Regions from separate parts of the Mus musculus genome. Here all the other regions are linked to region 1. Evidence: chromatin contacts called from public Hi-C and promoter capture Hi-C data. All regions are on one chromosome and are shown on one strand. The core of a region is the stretch at or near the end of the contact, and the rest is flanking DNA. Distances in the headings are between cores, read along the strand shown. Region 1 has its middle 110 kb from the start of Slc4a3. Region 2 has its middle 360 kb from the start of Mir6343. Region 3 overlaps Epha4 (Eph receptor A4).

Evidence for each region. Promoter capture Hi-C pulls out the DNA fragments that hold promoters and counts their contacts. Hi-C and Micro-C count contacts between places; a contact is called where the count stands out from the background.
Region 2: a promoter capture Hi-C map of hippocampal neurons shows a contact between it and region 1, with 6 times the contacts expected there. The contact joins two enhancer-like sites. A contact is called at or near these places in 1 of 39 promoter capture datasets (hippocampal neurons) and 1 of 484 Hi-C or Micro-C datasets (ventral hippocampal neurons).
Region 3: a contact with region 1 is called in a Hi-C map of forebrain, with 4 times the contacts expected there. The contact joins two enhancer-like sites. A contact is called at or near these places in 6 of 484 Hi-C or Micro-C datasets (cerebral cortex, cortical neurons, forebrain and 1 more).

The regions. Positions count from the first base shown.
Region 1 is chr1:75,652,179-75,655,577 of GRCm38.p6, reverse strand. No RefSeq gene overlaps it. Among named protein-coding and RNA genes, the nearest start is that of Slc4a3, 110 kb to the right of the region's middle. Within about 2 kb of position 1,612, at least 60 of the 459 cell types and tissues checked have an H3K27ac peak or open chromatin away from gene starts, as enhancers often do. A contact at or near this core is called in cortical neurons, forebrain and hippocampal neurons, where this site is marked.
Region 2 is chr1:76,871,313-76,874,690 of GRCm38.p6, reverse strand. No RefSeq gene overlaps it. Among named protein-coding and RNA genes, the nearest start is that of Mir6343, 360 kb to the right of the region's middle. Within about 2 kb of position 1,545, at least 15 of the 459 cell types and tissues checked have an H3K27ac peak or open chromatin away from gene starts, as enhancers often do. A contact at or near this core is called in hippocampal neurons, where this site is marked.
Region 3 is chr1:77,376,097-77,379,541 of GRCm38.p6, reverse strand. Epha4 (Eph receptor A4) reads left to right here. Exons shown (of 18, transcript NM_007936.3): 15 at 1,935-2,128. Among named protein-coding and RNA genes, the nearest start is that of Mir6352, 120 kb to the left of the region's middle. Within about 2 kb of position 1,976, at least 6 of the 459 cell types and tissues checked have an H3K27ac peak or open chromatin away from gene starts, as enhancers often do. A contact at or near this core is called in cortical neurons and forebrain, where this site is marked.

The sequences.
Region 1 (3,399 bases), core at 363-2,862:
AATGAGGACGAGGTCTCGGTCCTCCTTATGGGGACATGGGGAAGCAGGAAAAAAAAAATCATGACTTTACCCCACACTAGCAGCAATTGGACCAGGTAGAAGAGTTTCCTAAATACATCTGGTAAACCTGAGACGGTGATTAAAGGAGACTATGTCCTCGCATTTCTTCTTGCTCCAAATGTTTTTAAAACCATCAGTTGCCATTTGCTATGGACTTAATTGTGGGCCCACAGTAGTTTGTATACTGCATCCCTAGTCCCCAGTTAGACTTATTTGGATGTCGGGCTTTAGGGAGGTATTAAAGGTTCATGGAGTCCTAGGGCCCTAACCCGTTAGTAGTGTGTCCTTGTAGGAAGAGTTAATAGACACTCCATGGAGAAAGACCCTTCCATGGCCATACAGGGGGGAAAAAAGGCTATCTAGAAGCTGGGAAGAGAGCCCTCACCATAAATTAAGTTTGTGGGGCTTCTCGCCTCCACAGAGAGAATATAAATGCCAGTCACTTAAGCCTCCCAGTGTGCAAAGTCTCTTTATGGCACCCTGAGCAGCTAATGCAACATCTGTGCAAAAGAAATGTTCTGCCCAAGGGATGAGGCTCGCTGAGGCAGTCAACAAACAGGAGTGAACCATCGTCTAGACAATGGTTTTATAGCAGAAGCTGTGATAGCGTCCTCAACAGGATTCTCCCCACAGCAGCTCTAAGCCTCTGCTTCCACAACCTCCCTCCAATGCTGGCACCAACTTAGGTGCGCCCTCCTCAGCCTGAGGAGGAACAGTGCTCAGTACCCAGGCAATGGGTACTGACTGTCTTCTCCCTTGAGTTTGCCTCCGAAGCAGTCGGAGCCGTGCCGTGGAGTCCAGGCTCGGCCTATCAGGGAGTAAAACAATGTCGCCGTGGAGAACCGGAAAACGACAATCGTTCCTGACAAGCACTCCATGAGCGCATGCGGCCTAGGTGCACCTACACCTGGACGGCTTTCTGAGTCCTAAAGGACTGGTAAAGACTGGTGTCTAGGCCAGGGACAATGTCAGGGGACACACACCTTCAGGAGGCCAGAGTTTCACAGTGTGAGGGCGATAAAGGGATGTTAAATAAAACTGGGGAGACAGGAAGGAAAAATAGCTAGGCCAAACGTTAATTTCAGGAGAGGAATCGGATTGAGGCTGAAAGCTGGAATAATCCCCTCAGCTTTTGACTAAACTCTAGCTAGAAGAGCAGAAATCTATACTTGATCATTTAAAAAGAAACAACTTTTGCTTCAAAGCTTTTAAAGAAAGATAAGAAAAAGGAGGAATTTTTTTCCTTCCCTACAAATATTTGCATTTTTTTTTTAATTTGACACTTTTAACGTCAGGCAACAGGGGACTATGGTTTGATTGGTTGGTTGGTTTTGGATACAACCGAGGGTCACAAAGGCAAGAGTACTCATACATCAGCAAACAGGACGAAGTCGTGTGATTTTTTAGTGCCTCAAATACGCCCACCAAGGCTGATGTCTAATTGCCAATGGTCCAACAATCAGTTCACAAAATTCCTGGCTACTTAACCAGTCTCTAGCAAGTACACCAGCTGGCTCCAGCACACTTTTGCAAGGCATTCTGGGTAAGCAGATGGCAGCTGGCCCAGCACAAAACCACAGACCAGAGAAACCAAGGTTTCAGAGGGCGATGTGAGGAAGCCCAATAGATCTTCCTCCCCTGGATGCAGCTCCTCGCAGGCACTACAGGGAGCTACGGACCTAGTCATTAAGCTACCCACCACCTAAGGAAGAGACACATTCCGTTCTTTAGGAAGGGTTGCCTAGACCCCGGCGCACTGTGATGGCGCCACCTGGTGGCCAAAGGAAAAACAGCCACGGAGAATCTCAGATTTCCACCACGTTTTTAAAATTCTGTATGAAATTGGTATTTCAGGAAAGAAAAAGAGTGGGGGAGGGGAATCGAAGGGAGGGACAGAAAAGGACTGGAAGGGGGTGCTACAGGAAGGGAGGGAAGGGGGAAGGAGGAGATGGGATGGAAGAGTTAGAAAAGATCTTAGCTAATCATTGGCAAACCAAAAGCTCAACTTTCCCAGGCACTTCCTAAAAATGCCCACTATGTCCCCCATAAAGAAAGATATTAAAAATGAATTACTGAAATACTTTTAATGATTTGGCCAGACAAACGCTGAGTGGTTTACCTCACTACTAGACAGTTCCATCACTCAGCTGTCGTGACCATCTATAGATACTTATGACTGGCCTATACTTTGGATATTCATGTATAATTCATCTAAATTCATTCTATGGCCCAACCTTCGAAAGAACTGCTAGCATATGCTTTTGTTTCCATAACAAAGCCAAACACAGAAGCCAGGGTAGGGTATGTACCTCTCCAGCTTAACCCTCAGTGCCTGGCACTGGCCTCTCTGCTTGGCCAGGGTTCAATACAGCCTGGTCCTAGTTAGTTCCTGGTTCCTCTGCAGAAACTCTCTCTAAAGGTTCATGCCAGTCACCTGCAGGTATTTATAGAAATCTAAGCTTTGGTTCATAAGTCAGAGAACTGGGCAGAATTGGAGCTGGCACCAGTAAGCATTAGAGTAATAGTTGATGAAACAGATTAATTAAAGAAATGCATTAACATGCATAACCGAGTGGCTCTTATTATATGTATGTGAGTTGTCCAGCTAGAGTAAAACATTTAAACTCTGTGTCTGTCTGTGTGTGTGTGTGCGCGCGCGCGTGCATGTGTGCGTGCATGTGTGTAAGAAAGCAGAGCTCGCCTTGATGATGTGTATTATTTCCACAGCCTCTGGCTGAGCTTCAAGCTCAAAACACCTTTGACTAAACACTCAGAAGCCGGTTACTGGGATCGATAAAGGAGAAAGAGTGACCTCTGCTGGCCAAGTGAGATTTTTTTTTCCCCAGCCTCTGGTCAATTTCCCAACTCTACAATGACATGATGTGTTTACAGAAATGCAGTAATGCCCTCTGCAGAATAAATGATCGGCTAATTTTTTTCTAGACTGGTGATATTTACAATCCCATCAGCAAAAAGGCCATGGCTTGTTTGGCTCAAAAACTCCTTAATGATTTGTAGAAATGAGATTCAATTAGGTTTTTTTATGCTTAATAATTATTCAGTAGAAAAAATAAGAAATGTTTTCATGTGGCAAACAATCATTTATTTTCTTTGCTTCTTGTTTATATGTCATTGATGAAATGAATAATTTGCAATTTATTTTGAAATATAGAAACTAACTAGGGTAATGATAAAACTGTTGCCCCTAAGTATCTCATTAATATCTGTAGTCATTTGATTGCTAAGCCCTCAATTTAGGAACTGAATTGTTATTTTTTGCATTTATTTAGTGTGTGTGTGTGTGTGTGTGTGTGTGTGTGTGTGTGTTCACATTGCTAT
Region 2 (3,378 bases), core at 296-2,795, 1.2 Mb before region 1:
TCTTGTAAAGGGCTTTAATTCCATTAAGAAGAGAGAAAGAAGTCATGATCTCATGACCTCATCCTCTTTTAGAAGCCCTACCTTTCAAAGGCCCCAGTATACTGGCCAGGAGGCTCTAATGCATGAACTTTGGAAGAAGCCCATTGAAACAAGTGCATTGGAAGACAACATTCTTGCTGCATAGATTATTATCTCTTTGGGATCTGCATGGGCATCACCTTACCCATCCAGGGCTCAAAAACAGAGATGTGCAAGATAATTCCCAAGGATGGCATTTTGTGAATCTTTGGGTGGGTGGTTCATCATCCAGAGAGATACTTGACTCAACAGGCCCAATACCCAGTCAGTTTCTGTAAGGCTGTGATTCACCCAATTTCTACATGTTTTCAGACCATGCATTCGTGGTGGTAGCTCCAAACCAGTTCTCAAAATTTCTAAGATAACTGGTTTGTTCAAGATGCAACGAGTTCAATCTATCCTGGTCTACTTGGTTGACAGGAGATATGGCAAACCTCTTAAACTTGTCCTTTATCGTGAGAAAGCATAACACTTTTTCAGAGGAATACAGCTGGGTTGTGTCTTTGGAACTCTCTGGCATTCTGCAAGACAGCCATATTGTAGCTGTAAGCTATTACAGCACACTGACTTCCAGATCGACAACTGGGTTCTTGTCATTTCCAGATGTAGTTTTACGCCGGCAGTTGTTCAGGAAACATTGTGAGAAGCAGCGGATTCCCAGTAAAACATGCCTATAAACATGATGGTTTCTGGCAAAGGGGAGGGGTGGGTGGTTTACACCCAGATGCATTAGGAAAAAAAAATTATAGTCTGTTCTTTGTTCAGATTTACCCTGAAGGTTTGGGTGTGATCTGCAGGGTTCATTCTTGTTTTGTTTGTCCCTGTCTGAGCAAGGACTCTAGACTCCCGTGTCTCTTAAACAAATTGGTCACTGAGATACATAGTTTCTGCCTCTTCTGCTAACCACATAGCAATCTGCTCTTACTCAAAATCTCAACTACAAAAGCCATCCCCATGGGCATTTTGAATTGATCTCCATAATCTAACAGCCTCTAAGCAGCACCTGGGCAGGTTAATTTAAAAGTAAGAGCCAAAACTTCCTGTGGGAAGTCACAGAGCCATGACTTCATGAATATTTTTCTACATTCCACTGAGCATGCTTCCCGTTCGTTCTCTTTTCCCTTTCCACAAGCCTACATGATTCAAAAGACATGTTTTGGCAGGAAACAAATTAGCACATATGGGTGTGGGTGGCAGTGTCTTAATGCCCAAAATGGATACATTCTTATTTTCAGCAATGGTAATAGTTGTATAATACTAAGTCAGGGAGGAAAGTCGTTGTGATGGACCCATTCCTTAGCAAAGCTAGGCGGTATGTTAAAGGGCATTCCTAACTCTACCTGTTATCCTTACTTTTTCTTAAGCCAATATCTTCATCCCAGGAATGTTCTCTCATGGTGCCACATACCATGCTGGTATTGCATTTAACTGTGGAATGAGTATCTCTTCTCTACTCAAGCTTCTAGGCTGTTGTAACCCCGCCCCGCTTCTATTAGCATATTTGTGCACACATGCGCATGCATATATGAATGTATTAGTTACATTTCTGTTGCTGGCATAAGACATTATGATCATTCAACTGAAAAGAAGATTGTGTTTGGGCTTGCAGCTCCAGAGGAATAAGAATCTATCACTGTATGGAGGCAGGACAGCAAGCAGCAGGCAGAGCTGTAAGCAGCAGAAGCAGGAAGCTGAGCACTCACACCTTGAACTGTAGAGAGAACAAACTGGAAGTGGCATGAAGCTTTTAATCACAAAGCCTTCCTCCTCCCCCCCCCCCCCCCCCTGACAGCAACATGCTTCCTCCAACAAGGCTCCGGCCTCTAAATCTCCCCAAACAGTGCCACCAACTGGGTACACAAGGACATTCAGACCACCACAATATGTAGGACTGGAATCAGTCCATAGGAATGGATATCAATAATGCATGCACTTCTGAGGACATAGGCAAATATGACAAGAACTGATGCAGCCTGAAGGGTTGGTGCTTATACACTGAATAATTCAGTGTCTCGGCATTTTCAAGCCTTTTGTTTTCCTACAGGTACTTAGGTCTCTATAGAATTCACTTCAGATACACTTAAAGTGCAAGATATTATAGAGCATGGAGGTTGAGCAAAAAGAAAAAAGAGAAAATCTTGTCTATTGTGTAACAGCAGCTTGGCTTATTTATAAAGTATATTCTAGAATTCATGTGAGATTTGAAGTTATAGAGGGGTCATAAAAGAAAGAATGTCACTACCTTAATCCAAAGAAATAAATCAGGTTAATACTATGGCACAGCAGTGGTGAAGATAGATTGGAATGTCTTATAAAACACTCGTGAACAGCACATGTGTGTGAAACACGTTGCTCCCAATTGTCTGTGAACACATCAGCCTCATGATTTAAAGCCTAGGTTCCCAAAGTGCAGTTCGGCTGCCTTGAGTCACTGGCAATGCTGATGTGAAGTCATGCTCCACAGAGCTAAAAGTTGGGGCAAAACAATGGCAGGCTAGTAAACGAGATTCTTCTTTTCGAAGAGAAGGGCAGTTTTTGCTAATGGACTTAAAAGTTCACGTACTACTTGATGAGCAGGTTTCATTCTTTTTTTTTTTAATTTTTTTATTAGATTTTTTTCTTCATTTACATTTCAAATACTATCCCAAAAGTCCCTATATCTTCCCCTTGTCCTGCTCCCTACACACCCACTCCCACTTCTTGGCCCTGGCATTCCCCTGTACTAGGACATATAAAGTTTGCTAGACCAAGGGGCCTCTCTTCCCAATGATGGCCGACTAGGCCATCTTCTGCTACATATGCAGCTAGAGACATGAGCTCTGGGGATACTGGTTAGTTCATATTGTTGTTCCACCTATAGGGTTGCAGACCCCTTCAGCTCTTGGGTACTTTCTCTAGCTCCTACATTGGGGGCCCTGTGTTCCATCCTATAGATGACTGTGAGCACCCACTTCTGTATTTACCAGGCACTGGCAAAGCTTCACAAGGAACAGCTATATCAGGGTCCTTTCAGCAAAATCTTGTTGGCATATGCAATAGTGCCTGCCTTTGGTGGCTGATTATGGGATGGACCCCCGGGTGGAGAAGTCTCTGGATAGTCCATCCTTTCATCTTAGCTCCAAACTTTGTCTCTGCAACTCCTTCCATGGATATTTTATCCCCTATTATAGGGAGGAATGAAGTATTCACGTGTTGATCTTCCTTCTTGATTTTCTTGTGTTTTGGAAGTTGTATCTTGTGTATTTATGTTTCTGGGCTAATATCCATTTATCAATGAGTGCATATCAAGTGACTTCTTTT
Region 3 (3,445 bases), core at 727-3,226, 1.7 Mb before region 1:
GTCCCAGATAAATGTGTGTCTATGAAAGTGAACAACACTGCTGCCCTACCTATTCTCAGACTTCATAATTTTGACAGTTTCTTTATTTCTGTAGAGCAATACTTTGCATTTGGGTGGCTTTGTGGCCGTTTCTTGCTCACAAATAATACTGATAATATCATTTATATATTGTCTGTCTGGATTTGGGGAATCATTAGGAAATGTAAATGACATCACTGGGCAATGACAAATACAATGACAGAACCAGGGAAAACACACAAAACTTAGTAATTTTTTTTTTAAAGAAAGAAATGGTTTCCCCACCCAAGAGATTCAGCAGTGAGCTGAAAAACATGCTTTGTTAACCTAAAAGCCATCTTTCCAGCTGGCCATGCGTGGGTAAGGAGCCTGGGAGAGCGCAGAGAGCGCATGCTCACCAGTGTGAGTTCTCCAGGCATCAGCCCAGTGCTCTCTGCATCCTCATCAACGGAGAATGCTTTCATCAACTCCAAAGTCAATACCATGCATTTGGAAAGATAAAAGGAATAAGAGGCTCAAACTGACCTAATGTGCTTGCCAAAATTAAAATTAAATACAAAGACCTTACAGGAGGTAGAGCAGAAACATCTCTTTTAGAAGGAGAAGCACATAATTCGGATACAGTAAAATATTGAAAAATACTTGGGGAGGTGGTCCTCCATCAAATGATGATTGCTAGACTGAAGCCATGTGCTGGCTGAAAAGACAGCCGTCAAATTTATGCCTAGAATCGAGATCTACTCGAACTGACTGTTTTCTGCCCTGGCCAGTTTTCTCAACAGTCAATAGCCCCTTGAGGGACAGATCCAGTGTGGTTATGGGATGGCCGCAGTACTTTGAATTCTGGGCAGCGATCATTTGGGGAGGGGCAAAGAAAAAGAAAATGACAAATAAAAAGGCTTAAGGTATCAAACAAAACTGCTTCCAATATCTGAGGCTGCTCATTAACAAGGCTTATTATGCCTGAGACTCTGTGTGAAGAGTTCCCCCTCCTAAAGTTGGCCGGAGTCTTTCCTGCCAAATCACCTATACTGGATTCGGGTCCCAGTGGGGAGGGGATTATAGAAAAAGTCAGTGTGAAGGTAGTATGAGCCAAGCATGGTGGCTGAGGCAGGAAGATGTCCATTGGGAGGCCAGCAAACTGAACTACGTTGTTAGATCCTATCTCAGAAAACAAGAGGGATGTGGGTGGAGACTGGAAGAGAACCAATGTCCTGTCTGTGAAGACACATGAGAAGGACTAAATTAGAAGAGAAGAATGGTTCCTGTATCTAATTAAGCAGGAAGACAAACGACACCAAATGGCCTTGAACAATAAGACAATAGACACCTACCACTGAAATTTCCTTTAATGCACAGGATCTGCCTTATAATATGAATGGATTCGAATATATTTTCAAGAATTGACTTATTAGCACTTTGAATAGAGTTCATCAGCAGAGGACTGTGGCCAAGACAGACCCAGTTGATGCATAAGAGTGCAGATCTCCTATAGAGAAAATGACTAGGCACTGATGCTGATACAGTAGCTACTGAGTGAGGTTACACAGGGCTGAAATGATGCCTAGGGACTTCCAATTTGGAATTACTTCCTCAAGGATGCCTGGCACTGGTGGCTTTCACTGGAGTGTGTAGATGTGCCGAAGCTGAATGGTGGAGTGCAGACAGGACCCTGTGATGTTGGAGGGCTGTCACCAAAGCTCCGACACCATGCTGTGATCTAATTGGGTCCTAATCACTTTGGAATATCAATGCATCTTTCGTTCGAGTTTGAGATTGGCATCACTTCCATTTAACAGCTGGCTTTTCTCCCCCGTTGCCAGCAATACCTAGCTTTGGCTTCTGTAAAGGAGTTGGAGCTGTGCCCACGCTTAGCCTGCTGGCAGCTCACCACAGTGTCCTTTTGTCTTCTCTAGGTGATCAAAGCCATCGAGGAAGGGTACCGGCTACCCCCTCCAATGGACTGCCCCATTGCCCTCCATCAGTTAATGCTGGACTGCTGGCAGAAAGAGAGAAGTGACAGGCCTAAATTTGGGCAGATCGTCAACATGCTGGACAAACTCATCCGCAATCCCAACAGCCTGAAGAGGACAGGGTCGGAGAGTTCCAGGTTTGTCATGGTTACTAGTAATGATGTATGAGGGACCGCATCATTTGTGACAGGCAAGAGCAGTGCATCCTGATTCCTGCTTTGCAAAGTCACAGGCTACCTCTGAGCTCTGCAACCTGGGTAACTTCTTCAATTACTCTGAGCCTGAAGAAGCTGATTGGTCTGTGAAATAAAAAAAAAAAAAAGAAAAAAAAAAAAAAAGGAAAGGTCCCAGAGCCATGATTCACCAGGAAGTTTCCTTAAAAGAATAGGATTTCCTGTCAACAGATTCAGGACAACACCTAGACACAAGACTCATCTGGTGTAGATCAGGGTAGAAAGGCCTGTTGTTTAGACTGTTATGTCAAAAATGATAAGACTTGGGCTTGCTTTGAGTGAGCATCAATCTCTGGAATAACACTAAATGTGGCTAAACTCTACATCTTAGCTGGGACCGTGGATAACTTTATTATTTGAAGAAGGACATCTTCTAACATGTGGAGGCTATCTTTTTGCCCTATTCTTGGAAAGATTAAAATGGCCCCCAAGCCTTCTTTCCAGGTCTAACAGTTTTTTTTTTTCAGTTCCCAGGGTGAATGTTCCCTACTTTCTTGCCTTCATCTGTGTCCTTTTGTGGGGAGAAGCAGGGCAGAGATATTTTTAAGGTCTTTTTATTTTTTTTCTTTTTCCTTTTTTCTTTTTTTCTTTCTTTCTTTCTTTCTTTCTTTCTCTCTTTCTTTCTTTCTTTTGGTATTTGGCACTTTTCTTAGCATTTAGATCGATATGAAAAGCTCTTCTGCCACTAGTACTGCATAATGCCTGTCTTGTACCAAGGAATAGAACAGGTTGAGTCACAGCATATATTTTTTTCAGTTTTGAACTTTTTCTTGATAATAGTACTTAAATAATGCCTGTCATTATTGATGATAATAGGATATAATAGAATACGGGACATGACTTAGCACAAAATTAGGCAACTGTGCTATTCTCCAAAGAGAACGGAGACTTCAGAACAAGCCAGGCAGTGACTAACTGACACCCAGGGGAGATATTTTCACCTTGAGGTTTTCTGACCTTGTCAGTCAGTTGGAACCCTGTTCATGACATGCCTAGGCTGAAATTACTAATAAATGATTTGACTTTTGTTTAACAACAAATGCTGTGGTGCTACCTCTCCCCCCCCCCCCACTTAATGACAGATATAAAATTCTATGTGGTAATGTTATTAACTCAAAATTAGGAGAATTCGACCTTGTAAACAGTTGCTGAATCTCACTCAGAGACAACTGAACTGACAGATACAAGAGGAAGGTCAGAGAGACAAGTTATTGAAACACA